2 separate regions of the Anser cygnoides genome follow, and region 1 is linked to region 2. The links are chromatin contacts, called in public Hi-C maps. All regions are on one chromosome and are shown on one strand. Each heading gives the region's core, a stretch centred on a gene start, on an enhancer-like site or on the middle of the called end of the contact. The rest is flanking DNA. Distances are from core to core; before and after follow the strand shown. Region 1 overlaps NPRL3 (NPR3 like, GATOR1 complex subunit). Region 2 holds the start of SNRNP25 (small nuclear ribonucleoprotein U11/U12 subunit 25).

Region 1 (7,439 bases), core at 2,245-4,744, 110 kb before region 2:
ATCTGCCTGTCAGGATGATATGGAGGAACTCATATGTAGCTACTTCACCCAACCTAGAGCAAGTTTCCTATGCTCTAACCCTATGTGTTTAGTTAACTAGACTTCTTGTGTGGAAGTTTTACTTTTACATGTAGTTTCCATGGCCAACAGATTTTTATACACAGCGTCTTTATAGACCATGCTTTTTGGCAATTTACTATAATAATATGCACCATCTAAGGTGAACTCTTACTGACACATCATCTTGCTTCAAGTATTGAAAATAAAACCTAGTATGTATAAAAACAAAAACACTTCAAATGATCACATGTCAAGTTCACAAGTAATGTGTTTAACTAAGTTGAGGATCAGAAGATGGCATTAATTCACTGTTATTATCTTAATGGTTAACTTGGATTATCATAAATGCTTTGAAAAAGAAATGTAGATTAGAAAGATATGGATTCTGTGCCTAAGGTACTGGCTTTGCCTAGAGGGGGAAAAGGAAATTCTCTCTGCTTTGAAATTATTTGTTTGCTTTCTTGTTTTGAAATTTTCCATAGCCACAGAAGGGCCACAGTCACCTTTTCATCATATCCTGCCCAAGTGCAAATTGGCCAGAGATCTCAAAGAGACTTACGACAGGTAAGTAGGACTTCCTTCATAGCTCATAGTCTGTTGCTTGTCACTGAAACCTCTTGGCCCTGTTCCTTAGGAGGTTATCTATCTCTTTATGCTGCTGACTCACTGGGATTTGGGTTTAGACGAGGTGGAGCAAAGTGGAGGCTAGGTGTCAGGTGAAATGTTCGCAGAATTGCTATCCTAATCATCACCTTGGTCTCCCTTTCGATATATTATGTTTCTTAAAAGTTGGTGATCTGTTGCAGCTTCACGATTTATTATTTTCCTCCTTGGCACAGAGGAACATAAAAATAAACGAATTGTAAAACTGAAAAATCTGAATATGAAAATATGAATATTTTATCTCTGTAGTAGTGCTCTAAACCTGCAGGTAAGAGAAAAATGCTGCATATAGCACTGATGGCAATGTTAGATACTGCCTTGGCTTCATTTGGTTACACTGTGCATGTCTGGACAGTGAATTTGGATTAGGTGGTGAGACTTTCAGCAGAATAGAAAGTGTAACATGCTGTTTCTTGATTGGATTAAAGGTTCTGGTGAGGATTTCAAAGGAGCATTGAGCTAGTGTTGAATTTCAGCAGGAGTTGGCACCCAGCTCCTCCAGCGTACTGCTTCAACAGTATGTCGGTGCTGACTCGTCATGCAGAGCAGACACCTTCATTCAGGATATGCACTTGGCAGGAGAAGGACAGAAGATAGAAGGGTTTGGTGGGGTGAAGGATGAGCCCCTTGATTAGTGTGTTTGTCTGGACTTAGGAAAACTACTGTTGAGTTCCTTTGTTGACTGTCAGGCACAGTGTATGATCTTAGACCAACTCTTTAGCTTCCCTAGGTCACAGTTTCCCTTGTTCAAAGGGAATAATCACAAAGACCTGGAAGGCAAGGCACTGAAAACCTAGATAATTTAACGATTGCAAAGCACATTATAAAACTTCTAATAAGCTGTTTTAACTATGTTCAAGAGCTGTGAATTTCAGGCTGTTTGGAATGAGTGTAGCATATTGTTCAATAAGATTCTCACAAAATGTATACTAAATTTTAAAATAAGGCTTTTTTTTTTTTTTTTTTGCGTAGCCTGTAATTCTTATATCAAACTTTTCACTTGCTTTTTATGTTTCTCTGTTCGTCTCAGGGTATGAATTCATGACTGGGCAAATATTGATCTTGTTTCCAAACATTTTAGTGACACAGTGACATCTTGTGGCATTTAACTGTGACTGGAGGAACATACAGCCCAAGCTCATGGAGTAATACTACTGTCCTTCCATGAAATAAGGAGTAGACTGGCCATGGAGAAACACACATTGGTGCCGGCTCCCAGATATAAAATAAAGCAGTCTCCCTTATTTAGGCATTGTGGGTGGGGGAGAGGGCGTGCATGTCATATTTTGACACTATTTTGCATGGCATTGTCACAAGCAAATTAAGAACTAAACTGTTGGTAAAAGGATAAATGACTTTGCATTTGATTAGTAAGCTCTCTTTGAAGAGTCATTAACAGTGTTAGCTGGATGGGTAATAAGGTGGTGTTCTGCATTTTCCATTAATGCTTTATATGAGAAAATAGGAAATATGCTTATTACACCTGCAGGCAGACAGGGTGAGAGGTGCTGCAGCACCTTGCAGGGCAAGCATATAACTAAAATAATTTTTTGGTCAAATAGAAGAAACTGTCCAGCACTGGAGGGACAGGGACCTGCTGGAGCAGGTCCGGAGGAGGCCACGAGGATGGTCAGGGGGCTGGAGCACCTCTGCTGTGAAGAGAGGCTGAGGGAGCTGGGAGCGTTCAGCCTGGAGAAGAGAAGGCTCCGGGGAGACCTATTGTGGCCTTTTAATACCTAAAGGGGGCTTGTAAGAAAGATGGAGTGAGACTTACAACAAGGGCATGTAGTGACAGGACAAGGGCTAATGATTTTAAACTAAAAGAGGGTGGACTTAATGTATCAGGAAGAAATTCTTTATTGTAAGGGTTGTGAGGCCCTGGCCCAGGCTGCCCAGAGGAGCTGTGGGTGCCCCATCCCTGGCAGTGCTCAAGGCCAGGCTGGGTGGGGATTTGGGCAGCCTGATCTAGTAGCAGATGTGCCTGCCCATGGGACTAGGTGATCTGTAAAGGTCCCTTCCAACCCAAACTATTCTATGATTCTGTGATAAGTGCATGCAGTGGCAATGTACTGGTTTAAATATATGGGCATTTCTGGCATAGCCTTTGGCATAAGGAAACATAGTTAGGTGGAGAGGGCACTTTGAATTGCAGATGGGAACCCATCTCTCCATCTGAGATTTGCTCAAGCCAGCATTTCCTTGTGCCTGCTTGTTTTGGAATTCCAGTCAAGTGCTTCTTGAATTACTGCAGTTGCTTCAGAATTGCTGTCTAGCCTTTGGTTTCCTGTAGATGGTGCTGAGGTATTTCAGGCAAGACCCAACATGTCCCTTAGTAAGTTGGTTTGTAGTAAACCATGAGTGTACGAATCTTTTTATAGCACAATGTCCTTTGCATTTTGAATGAAATGTCCTTATTTTATAAGGCAGTAATCAGTAGCCAGGCCATTTTGACTGTAGTGCTACTGCTGCTGTTATAACTGAGTGTTATTAAACTGACAGTTTGGAGGTAAACAACAGCTAGTTCCTGGGACCTTCTTGACTAACAGCTAAAACCAGATGTTTCTCTTCCATTAGTTGCGAAAACAAGTTTGAAAATCTTTTTCACCTTCCCCTCAGAGGAAGGGGAACCTTTACTGGTTTTACAATGGGGGTCTCCTATAAGCCAGCGTTCAATTTAAGGAATTAAGACTACTTTCACCAATTGTTATCTACAGAGCAGATAATTTGTTAGCCTGATGATAGCTAAGTGCCCATCTGTTTTTTAGTAAATTTCTATTAGCTTTATATTAGAAGAAAATTGAAAATACGATTTTTTGGGGGGAGGAGAGGATTGGTTTTTGTTTGTTTTTAATATACAAAGAGCCTTTATACATTTTAGCCTAGTGGGATTTGAACTGACTGGTGGATCTAGCCTATCTCATCACTTTAAGGAGAAGAGGAATAATTATATGAAAATTAATGAATTATTATGTTATTTATATGACTGTACTATGACATATAAGCCAACTACAGTTAGTTGACCAAAGGACAGTGTGTCTTTTACAGGGAAGCATAAAACTATTTGAAAGCTCTAAATAGTCACAACCTCTAGCAAAAATAAACTCAAAAGCTACAAGCTCACCCCTACAAAACTAGCAAACATATTATTAATATATGGTGTAAATAGGATAAACATAAGATGTGGTGTGTGTGTAGGAATTCATAACCAGTTTATAAAAAGTGAGGTGGGATTGTCTGCGTTTTGCTGATAGCTGTGAAAAAGAAGGCTGGAATTCTGTAGGATACTGGCCAACTTTAAGATTCCCATTTTGGGGGGAGTAGATCACAGTTGCTATTCAGGGCAAAGCATAAGAACAGAGCAAAAGAGCAGTGATATTCCCTAAAATATTCCACAGCTTCCTGCAGCTTGCAGCTCTGGAGGTGCTTTCTGTATATTCAACAGCCTTAAGCTGATCTCATTTCCCGAAATTAGTTCACTCTCCTGCAAGCCAAAGTAAATATTTAACAACCACAGCATCCTCTGATAAGGAGCTCCATGGCTTAACTGGTTGCTCTGTTTCTTTCTGTTTCTTTTTGAACTTTGCTCCTCCTCCCAGTCTCATTAGATGTATCTTAGGTCTTACACTGGAGAGACAGTGAAGAGCTTTTTACTGGTTACTTCTCCCTGATTCATTTTCAGATTACTACAAAATCCCCTGTCAGTATCCTAATCCCTTGCTATGTATCCCTCAGCATTGCTCATCGTGTATCATCTAAGCAGAGATTTCCAACAAAAAGTGTTGAAATTAAGTTTTCGTGAGAGAAATGGAACATCAGTGAGGATTTAATGGACGATTAGAATATGGAGAATGAAGCCATTTTTACCCAGTTACTTGTGATGTCTGTGGGAATCTGCATTCATACCTGTGCTGTTCAATGTGTTCATATTGATAACTGGCCTGGAAAAAGGGGCAGTGTGTGAAGTGACAAAGTTTACAGATAATAACAAAGGGAATAAAAGTGCAAATAGATGAGGAAGATTTGAAGAAAGGTTACTGGAGACCAATTGATCAGCAGATGAAATTCACTATAGTTAGATGTAAAGTAATGCACATGAGACAAAACAAACCTTTAATATATAACTGCTCTGAAAAGGGCTTTTGGAATTATAGCAGATAGTTCAGTGAAAAACCTCGGGGTGCAGTAACACCGAAAAAATCCCTATAAAACGTGAAGAGAAGTTGGGAAAGGAGCAAAGAAGAAAAGAGGTAATCTGTACATTTCTTGTATATCTACCATGCCTTCGAAATCTTTGTGTAATTCTATGTTTCCTGTCAGGGACTATTTAAATGTGTCCCTGAGCCAGAGGTTCATGGTACAGTGCTGGCCAACGCAGTGTTCTCACCTTCTGTGGTCCCACGTCTTCCTGGTGCTGGACTCGGGGTGGGATAGTGAGGTCTGTGCTCTAAGTTTGCCTTCAGATTTGATCTGTTCACTGCTGCTAGATAAAGATGATTCCACTTCGGTTTCTAACTGTGTTTCAGTCTCTTTAGGATAGGATCAGCATAGCAGAGCTGGTGCCACATCTTTTGAATAAGGACATCGTGTTATAGAGTTACATGTGCTCATTGAGCATGGATATCACCACTTACACAGGACTGTTTGCTCCACAATTTCAGTTGTTTGAGAAGAACAAAGTCGAAGTGTAGCTAGGTGACTCTGTAATGCAACTTTGATAACTTACAACCTGTTTTCTTGGTACTTTCTTCTGTTGCCAGTTTTTGGTGTTATGCTTCTGTCCCTAAAGAAGGAAGCTTCTGGGTGTGCATGGTCCCCAGCCAAACAACTGGCAGCCAGCTCATGGGGATTCGTGAGGCTTACAGTAAAAAGCTTGCTAAATAGATGACTTTGTGGGGAACAAATAAAAATGAAAGCAAATGCGGATCCAAACTTCAATTTCACACAGTAACAGTGTGGCTGAGGCCGGAGGCCTCCCTGGGCCCATCTGCGCCCCCCAGTGCAGGGGGCCCAGGCCCGTGTCCAGGTGGCTTTGGGAAATCTCCAAGGAGGAGACTCCACAGCCTCTGTGGGCAACCTGTGCGGCTCCGACACCCGCACAGCACAGAAGTGCCTCCTGGTGCTCAGAGGGAGCCTCCTGTGCTCCAGTTTGTGCCCACTGCCTCTGGGCCTGGCCCTGGGCACTGCTGAGCAGGGCCTGGCTCCATCCTCTGCACCCTGCCTTCAGGGATTTGTAGGCATCGGTGAGATCCCCCTGAGCCTCTTCTCCAGGCTGAGCAGTCCCAGCTCTCGCAGCCTCTCCTCCCAGGAGAGGTGTTCCAGTCCCTTCATCATCCCTGTGGCCCTACATTTGACTTTTCCCAGTACGCCCAGGTCTCTCTTGTACTGGTGGGCCCAGAACTGGGCACAGCACTCCAGGTGTAGCCTCACCAGAGCTAGGCAGAGGGGAAGGATCACCTCCCTTGACCTGCTGGCAGTACTTTCCCTGATGCAGCCAAGGGTACCGTTAGTCTTGCAGCAAGGGCACAGTGCTGACTCTTGTTCTACTTGGTGTCTACCAGGACTCTTAGTACCTTTTCTGCCAAGCTGCTTTCCAGCTGGGTGCCCCCAGCATGTGCTGATGCTTGGGGTTGTTACTCCCCAGGTGCAGGACTTTGCACTTCTCCTTGCTGAATGTCGTGAGGTTCTTGACAGTGCATTGCTCCAGCTTGACAGGGTTCCTCTGGACAGCTGCATGGCCCTCTGGTGGATCACACTTCTCAGTTTTGTGCCATTTGCGAATTCAATGAGGGTGCACTCCACCCCATTGTGCAGTCAGCTTTCTGTGACTTTACTGTGTTTCATGAATCCTTGCATATATCTCGGTGAAACTAACTGATTTTGACTGGCTAAGTGCAGTCACATACATTGTTGCTGGTGGATGTAGTTTGTTCCTAGCCAGATTATTAGAGACTTAAATTATTTTCCATCCACAAGGGGAGGAGTGAAGGAGAAATCATTACATAAAGCTAGCTATGGTGAAGGTTTGAAATTGAATGCAAATGTAGAAAAATTAAATTGAAATTGAAATCAGAACTCAAAATCTGTTTTTCTTGTTGTCTTTAATTTTAGGCTATTGTCGTATAATGCAACGTAGACAAAATTATGCTGTGGAGAATGTAATTATATAATTAAAGCTTTTGCCTTAATGCACTTGGACCAAAGAATGAAAGGAACCAAACATATATTTTTCCTGCGTGTTAGAGTACACAGGGAGAATATCCCTGTGTATCCCTGTTTCATATTTTCATGTTTCTTCGCTTCTTTTTGGTAACCCATTTTGACAACCACACTAGCTTTCACATAGTCTCTTAACTCATTTGTGCAATTGATCTTTTTGTCATGTTTTCTCTTGTGAGTGTTTGCCCCCATACATAGTGTGGATAACTACTGCTTCAAGGTGCCCTTTACCTTGATGTATTTTAAGATAATGCAGCTTTTTCTGTCAGTTAGTGTGTGTCTGGTGGGTTAAGCAGTGTTACTGGAGTTGCAGCAAGACAAACTGAGGTGTTTGCCATGCTTTGCATGTTCCTTCAGGGTTTGTAGCCTCTGATCAGATGTGAGATGCTAGCACCAGAGAGTGGGTTTACCTTTTCAGGGATTTTTTTTTTTAAAGGAAAGCATGTATAGTGTTTGTTCCATTAACATTTTGGAAAATAAATACTTCTCAGTGTTCAGTG
Region 2 (6,554 bases), core at 1,600-4,099:
GCCTAGTGCCTTCTGAGAACAACTCAACTGAGCTCAAGGTTTCCATAAACTGAGAAAATTGAGAAATTGAGAAACAAAAGCTACATGGTACATAAGCAGAGGTGCCTCTTGGTAACTCCTCATAACGTCCAGTAATTGAGGAAAATGGCTCAAAGTACACCCAACGTGGAACAGCAGCAATGTTTACTTGAGTTTGTATATGTGCACCCATGGGACGCTTCTTTTAACTGCAGGTGCTCTGAAGGGTATAGGAGCATTAGGAGCAGGTGGAAGAAGAGTCACTTGGATATAACGAGACTCACAGGAGGATCAAATGAACTGGATGGTGACAGTCACGTGTAACACAGAGACCTCATCTTCCTAGGCATTAGTTAACAACCTGCCACATTTCTGACAGTGATTTCCAGAGATTCATCAAGTCTAAAAAAAAATAAAATAAAGCAAGGTCCCAGAAGCAGTCATAAGAGCAAACAAAGGAATACCGTATTTAAGGATTCTCAAGACACTGGGGGAGCAGTCTAAAATGTAATGTAGGGGTTAGAGATGCACCATTGCTAACACTTAGGTATTGCTGCTGCTGCTGCTGATGTGGTTTGTTAACTGAAGTAGCTGAATCATCATTCCCTGCCCTAAGAGAAGCACAAGCAACACAATGAGAATGTGGAAATGGACCAGAGCCAGCGCGTGAGCCTAATGTAGCCATGGACGTTCAGGAATGCTCTGCTGTACAGTGGAGAGCAGCACCACAAGCTGCTGTAAGTCTGAATGCTAAGGCCCTGGGAAGACAAAGCTGAAGAACTGGTAGCTTGTAATGGATATTCAGGACTTACCTGACAGGTTACTTTCGAAGTTTCTTAATGAAGCTGACCTCATCCCGGTTTCTGATGCCATACCTGAACAGAGAGTTGTGCTGTTACATGCCAGTTCTCCGGAAACCACAAACTTTGAAATCCTATAGCCTCCTTTTCCCAGGGGAAGATGGACTCCTAATGTGCTCTACTGCAGGACAGTTTAAAATTCTCACCTGCATAGGCTGAACAGGATCTGATCATCTGCCTTTTTAACTGCAACACCTCAACACAATGTCTGTCACCCATGGCTCAGTCTTTCAAGGACAGATTTGATTAGGCAGGGCTGTCTTTCTAGGGACTCTCATTCCTGCTGAGTTTGTAATACTTCAGACAAGCTTTTCTTGCCGGTGTGCATGAGGGCTGATATAACCAGCACTTGCTCTATGCAGCAGCTAGAGTACACAGAAGTACCTCCTGCCTCCTTGCCTTGAGAACAGGCATGGAAGCATAGCAGTGGTTTGTCAGTGTTGTTACAAGGATTGTCTCTGATGTGTGGCTGAGCAGGCTTTACATTCTTTCAACCCTTCTCCATGCCCTTCTACCTTAGCAGCTCTGTCAAGCTCTGTGAGGGGGTCTGAGCACTGGCACAGGTTGCCCGCAGAGGTTGTGGAGTCTCTGCTCTTGGAGATACTCAGAACCCAACCGGATGCAGCACTGAGCCACCTGCTCTAGGTTACCATGCTTAAGCAGAGGGTTGGACTAGATGACCTCCAGAGGTCCCTCACCCCATTCTGCGACTTCAAAAGCTCCATCTGATTTCCTCCCTTAGAACACCTTCGATCCCCTCCACCATGTCATGGGGCCTGTGCTCATCTCCTGCTGAGTAGCTGCTCCCACATGCTCCCAGTTCCACTGGAGATGAACTGATGTGCTTCACGTGCACAACACCATGCCTTGCCTTCTACGTGCTCTTCTCCCTTCATCTCTCATTTATGCTTTTTCTCACTAACCTCATCTCTGCAGAATAGCTCAGGTGTGAACTTAGTGTTTAGCCGTTGTGCAAAGTTTAGTGTGGCTGGGCCAGGGACAATGTTTGACTGCCTTGCTGTCATCCAAATTGCACAAACACCCTCATCACGGAAAAACTGTGGCTGAAGAATTACCCACGGCTTTCCCGTCATGCAGCTGTCCTCTGCTAGGGACGTGTCCCACCTGCGTGAAGCTCTGCTCCCACCCTGCAATCCATTTTGGAGAACCTGGCTGAGCCCTGGCACAGAGGTGCAAGCCAATCCCTCCCCGTGCTCATGCTTTGAGTACAGCCTGACTCTAACGAGGCTCATCCAGCCCCCACGGACGCCGGAAGCGACTCGCTCACTCACTCTCTCAGCTTCTTTCTGTCATCTGCCAGTTTCTCTCCGGCGTAGGTTAGGTGGTACGTCCTCCATATGTACTTCCTGGGGAGAAAAAGGGGTTAAGCGGGAGCCCCGGGGGGCGACCGGGGCAGGGCCGGGCAGCCCCGCGGCGGGGCGCCGCTCACCAGCTGAGGTGCTGGGCGCCGCCCTGCCGGGCCTGCCGCAGCTGGACGTGCCTCCGCAGCGCCTTCTTCAGCTCCAGCACGGTCGCGTTCTGCACCACCACCACGGCTGCGGAGGGGAGAGCCCCCGTCAGCGCCCCCTCGGCCGCCGTCCCCGTCCCACACGCCCGCCGCCCCTCAGCCCCAGACGCACGCATGGTCTCGCCGTCCGCCTTGCAGACGCGCACCGTCATGGCCTGCCCGTACTCCAGCGCCACCTGAGAGCCGATCTCCTCCGGCGTCACCTGCGGGGAGCGAGCGGGCGGCGGGGGGGGGGGGGGGGGGCTCAGCCTCAGCCGCGCCGCCCCCGCTCCCTCGCTCCGCTGCCCCGTGCCCCCAGCCCCGGCCCCACCTGCGGCGGGAGGTCGCAGAGCAGCGGGTCCTGCACCAGCCGCGCCAGCGCCGCCTGGAAGAGCTCCAGCACCTCGGCGTGCGCCAGCTCCTCCTCGGGCTCCGCCATCGCCGGGCCGGAAGGGGCGGCGCGAGGCGCGGAACCGGCGATGTTGCTGTTCTGCCCGGCCTGCGGCAACGTGCTGGTGGCCGAGGAGGGGCCGCGGTGCCACCGCTTCGCCTGCACCACCTGCCCCTACGTGCGCAATGTGACGCGGAAGGTGCCGGGGGACCAGGGGGAACCGGGACCGGGGGGGGGGGGTGGAGAATGGGGGGCGGCCGCGGTCGGCCCGGACCCCGCTGACCGCCGGCGGCCCGCAGGTGACGAGCAGGAAATACCCGCAGCTGAAGGAGGTGGACGATGTCCTGGGCGGCGCCGCGGCCTGGGAGAACGTGGACTCCACCGCAGGTAGGGGCCGTGGGGCGAGCGGGGCCGGGCCGGGCCGGGCCTTGCCTCCCCTCACGGCGCCTCGCCCCCCGCCCCGCAGAGCCGTGCCCCAAGTGCGAGCACCCCCGCGCCTACTTCATGCAGATCCAGACGCGCTCGGCCGACGAGCCCATGACCACCTTCTACAAGTGCTGCAGCCCCCAGTGCGGCCACCGCTGGAGGGACTGAGTCCCCCGCACGCCTCGGGGCCGGCCCAAGCTGAGGGGGCCCCGGCCTGGTCCTGCCCCGCGGCCAGGCTGGCGGCGGCCGCCCTCGCAATAAAGCTGGCGGTGAGTGGAAATACCCGCGTCGTGTGGTGCTTGGAAAGCCGCTGAGGCTGAGACTGCCGTGGAGAACTGGAAGAGGAGAGGCCGAGCCAGTGACAGGTGAAAAAAATCAGTGTTTAGGAGGTAACTTTAGTTAGCTGAAGCTCTCTAAGAATACTCGGCAAAGGTTAGCCCAGATTCAACTGCTGTGGAACTGACCCACACGCAAAGCAAAGGTAAAATGTTACCGCTGGAGCCTTCAGGGGAGAAAAAAAGAACAGGGGCCTTTTGCCCCACACAGGCAAACCAGAGCAGAAGTTCTGTTTAAAATCTTGCAAAAGCTAGGAAGGATGCATGGAGTCCTTTGGACAGATAGAGGCCTGGCTTGCCTTTTACAGGAATTTCTTTCAGAGCGTACTCAGTACTGCATCCCCAGCTCCAGCAAACGCAACATGAGCACCTTTGATGTGCAATTAAAAAAACCAGCTCTTCATAAACACCCTGGCTAATGGCTCACACCCAACTAAAACAGACCATTCATGTGGCCGTTAAAGGACATGAAATGCTATCTTGAAGAGACTGCTACAATATCTCACTACAAAAAGATCTAAAAAGAATGCCTGCTGAAGAAGCAGTATAGTAACTGAAAAATAATAAAGACACTAAAAAAAAGTAGGATCAAGTATTACCTTCATCTTAACATTAAGATTTATTCTCAGCTTAAATGTATTCAAAAGTAAAAATAATTAAAAAAACCCACTGCTTTCTTAAAACAAAACATGATGGAGCACAAATGATATAGTGTTTAATCTGCATTAACACTTGTTCCTAAGGGCTAAACCAGTTTAACACAACTCAAGTTTAGATCTTCTGTACATTTTACTATCTTTTATCTATTATACATGGATAATCTGCACCCATTTATTCCAGTTAACTTCATAGGGGAACACTCTTCCCAGCCTGAGAGTACAGTCTATGGTAGGCTCAAAGTATGTTGTTGGGGTTTCACTCAGTTTGGGATTGTTTATTTGTTCTTCCATAACTGGCTTAGAGAAGAGAGACACCAGGGATGGCTTTTTCATGTGGAATCGTCTGATGCAACCAAGAGCTTCAAGACCCTGCAGAAAAATTCACACATTTTAGCTTGAACAGTTGCAAAAACAAACTAAACGACCCACCCACCCCCTCAAATGCTATTCTACATTTAGTGTCCCCAGAAACATTAGGCAATTTGTACCGAGTAGTTTCACTTCCAGCCCACAGGAGGACACGGGGATGGCAAAGTTTACTGCACACCAAAGAAAGTTCACGTAGCTGGATATACCCTCATTTGTCATTTTGCTCATCAGCTACTGTGTCTCTTGAGGATAAAAGCCTTTCAGCACAGCAGTTGATGTCTGGATACTAAGAACACACTTTCAATGACAGGTCTCAGAGTTACACATTGGAGCTGGTATAAATGTACCAGGATTCTGAGTCAGCTCTTGTTAATGGGTAGGCATTTGCTCCCACAGCAACACCCAACAAGGCAGTCTGTGTGCTGTATGTGCTGACAATACCTGCTGCATATTCAGGGATCTTATGCAGGGAAGCATTCAGATCTACTAGCGCTTGGTATAATACTACAGATATAATATATATATATGTGTGTATAGAATATATATAGCTCTGTATATGGTTTCAAAACCAGTTCTCACCAGATTTATTAGTAATGAAGCTAGATTCAAAGTTCTCCAGTCTGTAAAAAACACACGTAACTCTTTGATTTTAATTCAAGTTGCCTAGGAATTTGTGTTACTCTCCCACACGTGCAATGCCTGACCAATGTGCACTGCACACTTAAACCTGTTCGCGGCTGCTCTGCCTGTCTCCTGATCCCAACTAATTGCCAACAGAAATTTTGCCATGGCACAGGACATAGGGGCATGCCGTGCTGGATGGAACACCTACAAGGCAGGATGGTTAGTCAGTGCACGATCGGTAGTGTACACAACTTGCATTGTTACCAAAATGTCTTTGGACATGCCACATGTGTGACATATGTACACTTGAATATTCATTTCTATTGTTAAACAGGGGAAGTCATGCTTATGGAAGCAACTACAATATTACTGCTATACTTAAGATTTTGAACCATCTTAGAAAAAAATCAAGGTTTCAATTGCAAAGCAGCAGTGGTGGTGATCCCATGTCTAGATGTGGAAAAAAAAGGAAACAAATTTTCTCGCCATGTATTGTTTTACAATTAAGGATGTATGCCATCAAACAGGCTTATAAAACAGGTCTTATTTACAGTAGTTTTTAAACACATTTCTTCAGAAAGCTAAAATTGTTACATCAGTAACACAGTAAATCCAAGGACAGGTAAAGCAGGCTTCTTTCTATTCTCACTGTGAGCAGTAAATTCCTCTGGCTTTGGTTAGCTTGCACTAATGGGAGAAGAATGTTTTTCATGGTTCATTCACAGTTGTCACCCATTTTGCTGGGACTTCAAGTGAAGTAGGTGCTGACTCTTACTGTAGAAGCCTCACCGAACTGAGGTTCACACAGCTGATGGTTCACATACCTGCAGTATCTCCAAGACGGCAACAGGCTGCAGTACCCCCATATAATGCTGCAGCAGCAGGTCTTCCGTTATGCCTGGTTTCGTCATGATGTGATAGAGCACAGCTTCCATCATTCCCTTACATACAGGTTTATTTAGATTCCCATCCACAATCCTCCACGGTCTCCCAATGAAGCAGACATTCTCACAGGCCCTGCAAAAGACAGTTCAAGTTCAGCTCTGCCAGCTGCTACTTTGAATGCAAACTGCTGGCTGCATCATGATGCCTCTTCCATCCCCCTATACTGGCAGCCAAGGCAGAATGCTTGCAGGTTTATCTTTGTCTAGTGATTGTGTGCAATTGTAACCAACCCTGTCCTTAGTTCTTACTAGGTTTTCCCAAAAATAATTAGCTAGATTTCCCATCATCATAATTTCTATGTAACAGTGACCGGCCCCAAAGTGAACACGGTCTCACCAGCGCTGCTTACAAGGGGACAGTCACTTCCCTAGTCCTGTTAGGGAACAGTCTACACTATTTCTGATATAAGCCAGGATGCTG

Evidence for each region. A called contact is a pair of places that touch in the nucleus more often than the background predicts.
Region 1: a contact with region 2 is called in a Hi-C map of liver, with 5 times the contacts expected there. The contact joins the enhancer-like site here to the promoter of SNRNP25 in region 2. A contact is called at or near these places in 2 of 7 Hi-C or Micro-C datasets (both in liver).

What each region holds. Positions count from the first base shown.
Region 1 is chr15:11,237,981-11,245,419 of Taihu_goose_T2T_genome, reverse strand. NPRL3 (NPR3 like, GATOR1 complex subunit) reads left to right here. Exons shown (of 12, transcript XM_048062162.2): 5 at 543-624. Among named protein-coding and RNA genes, the nearest start is that of NPRL3, 23 kb to the left of the region's middle. Within about 2 kb of position 3,494, at least 2 of the 3 cell types and tissues checked have open chromatin away from gene starts, as enhancers often do. A contact at or near this core is called in liver, where this site is marked.
Region 2 is chr15:11,123,322-11,129,875 of Taihu_goose_T2T_genome, reverse strand. SNRNP25 (small nuclear ribonucleoprotein U11/U12 subunit 25) reads right to left here and starts at 2,849. Exons shown (of 7, transcript XR_007163429.2): 1 at 2,717-2,849; 2 at 2,519-2,609; 3 at 2,329-2,434; 4 at 2,171-2,245; 5 at 831-893; 6 at 303-420. POLR3K (RNA polymerase III subunit K) reads left to right here and starts at 2,843. Exons shown (of 3, transcript XM_048064247.2): 1 at 2,843-2,975; 2 at 3,076-3,163; 3 at 3,243-3,482. The coding sequence starts at 2,865. The coding sequence ends at 3,370. It overlaps GTF3C1 (general transcription factor IIIC subunit 1), which reads right to left. Exons shown (of 37, transcript XM_066977486.1): 36 at 6,014-6,206; 37 at 4,228-4,565. The coding sequence ends at 4,344.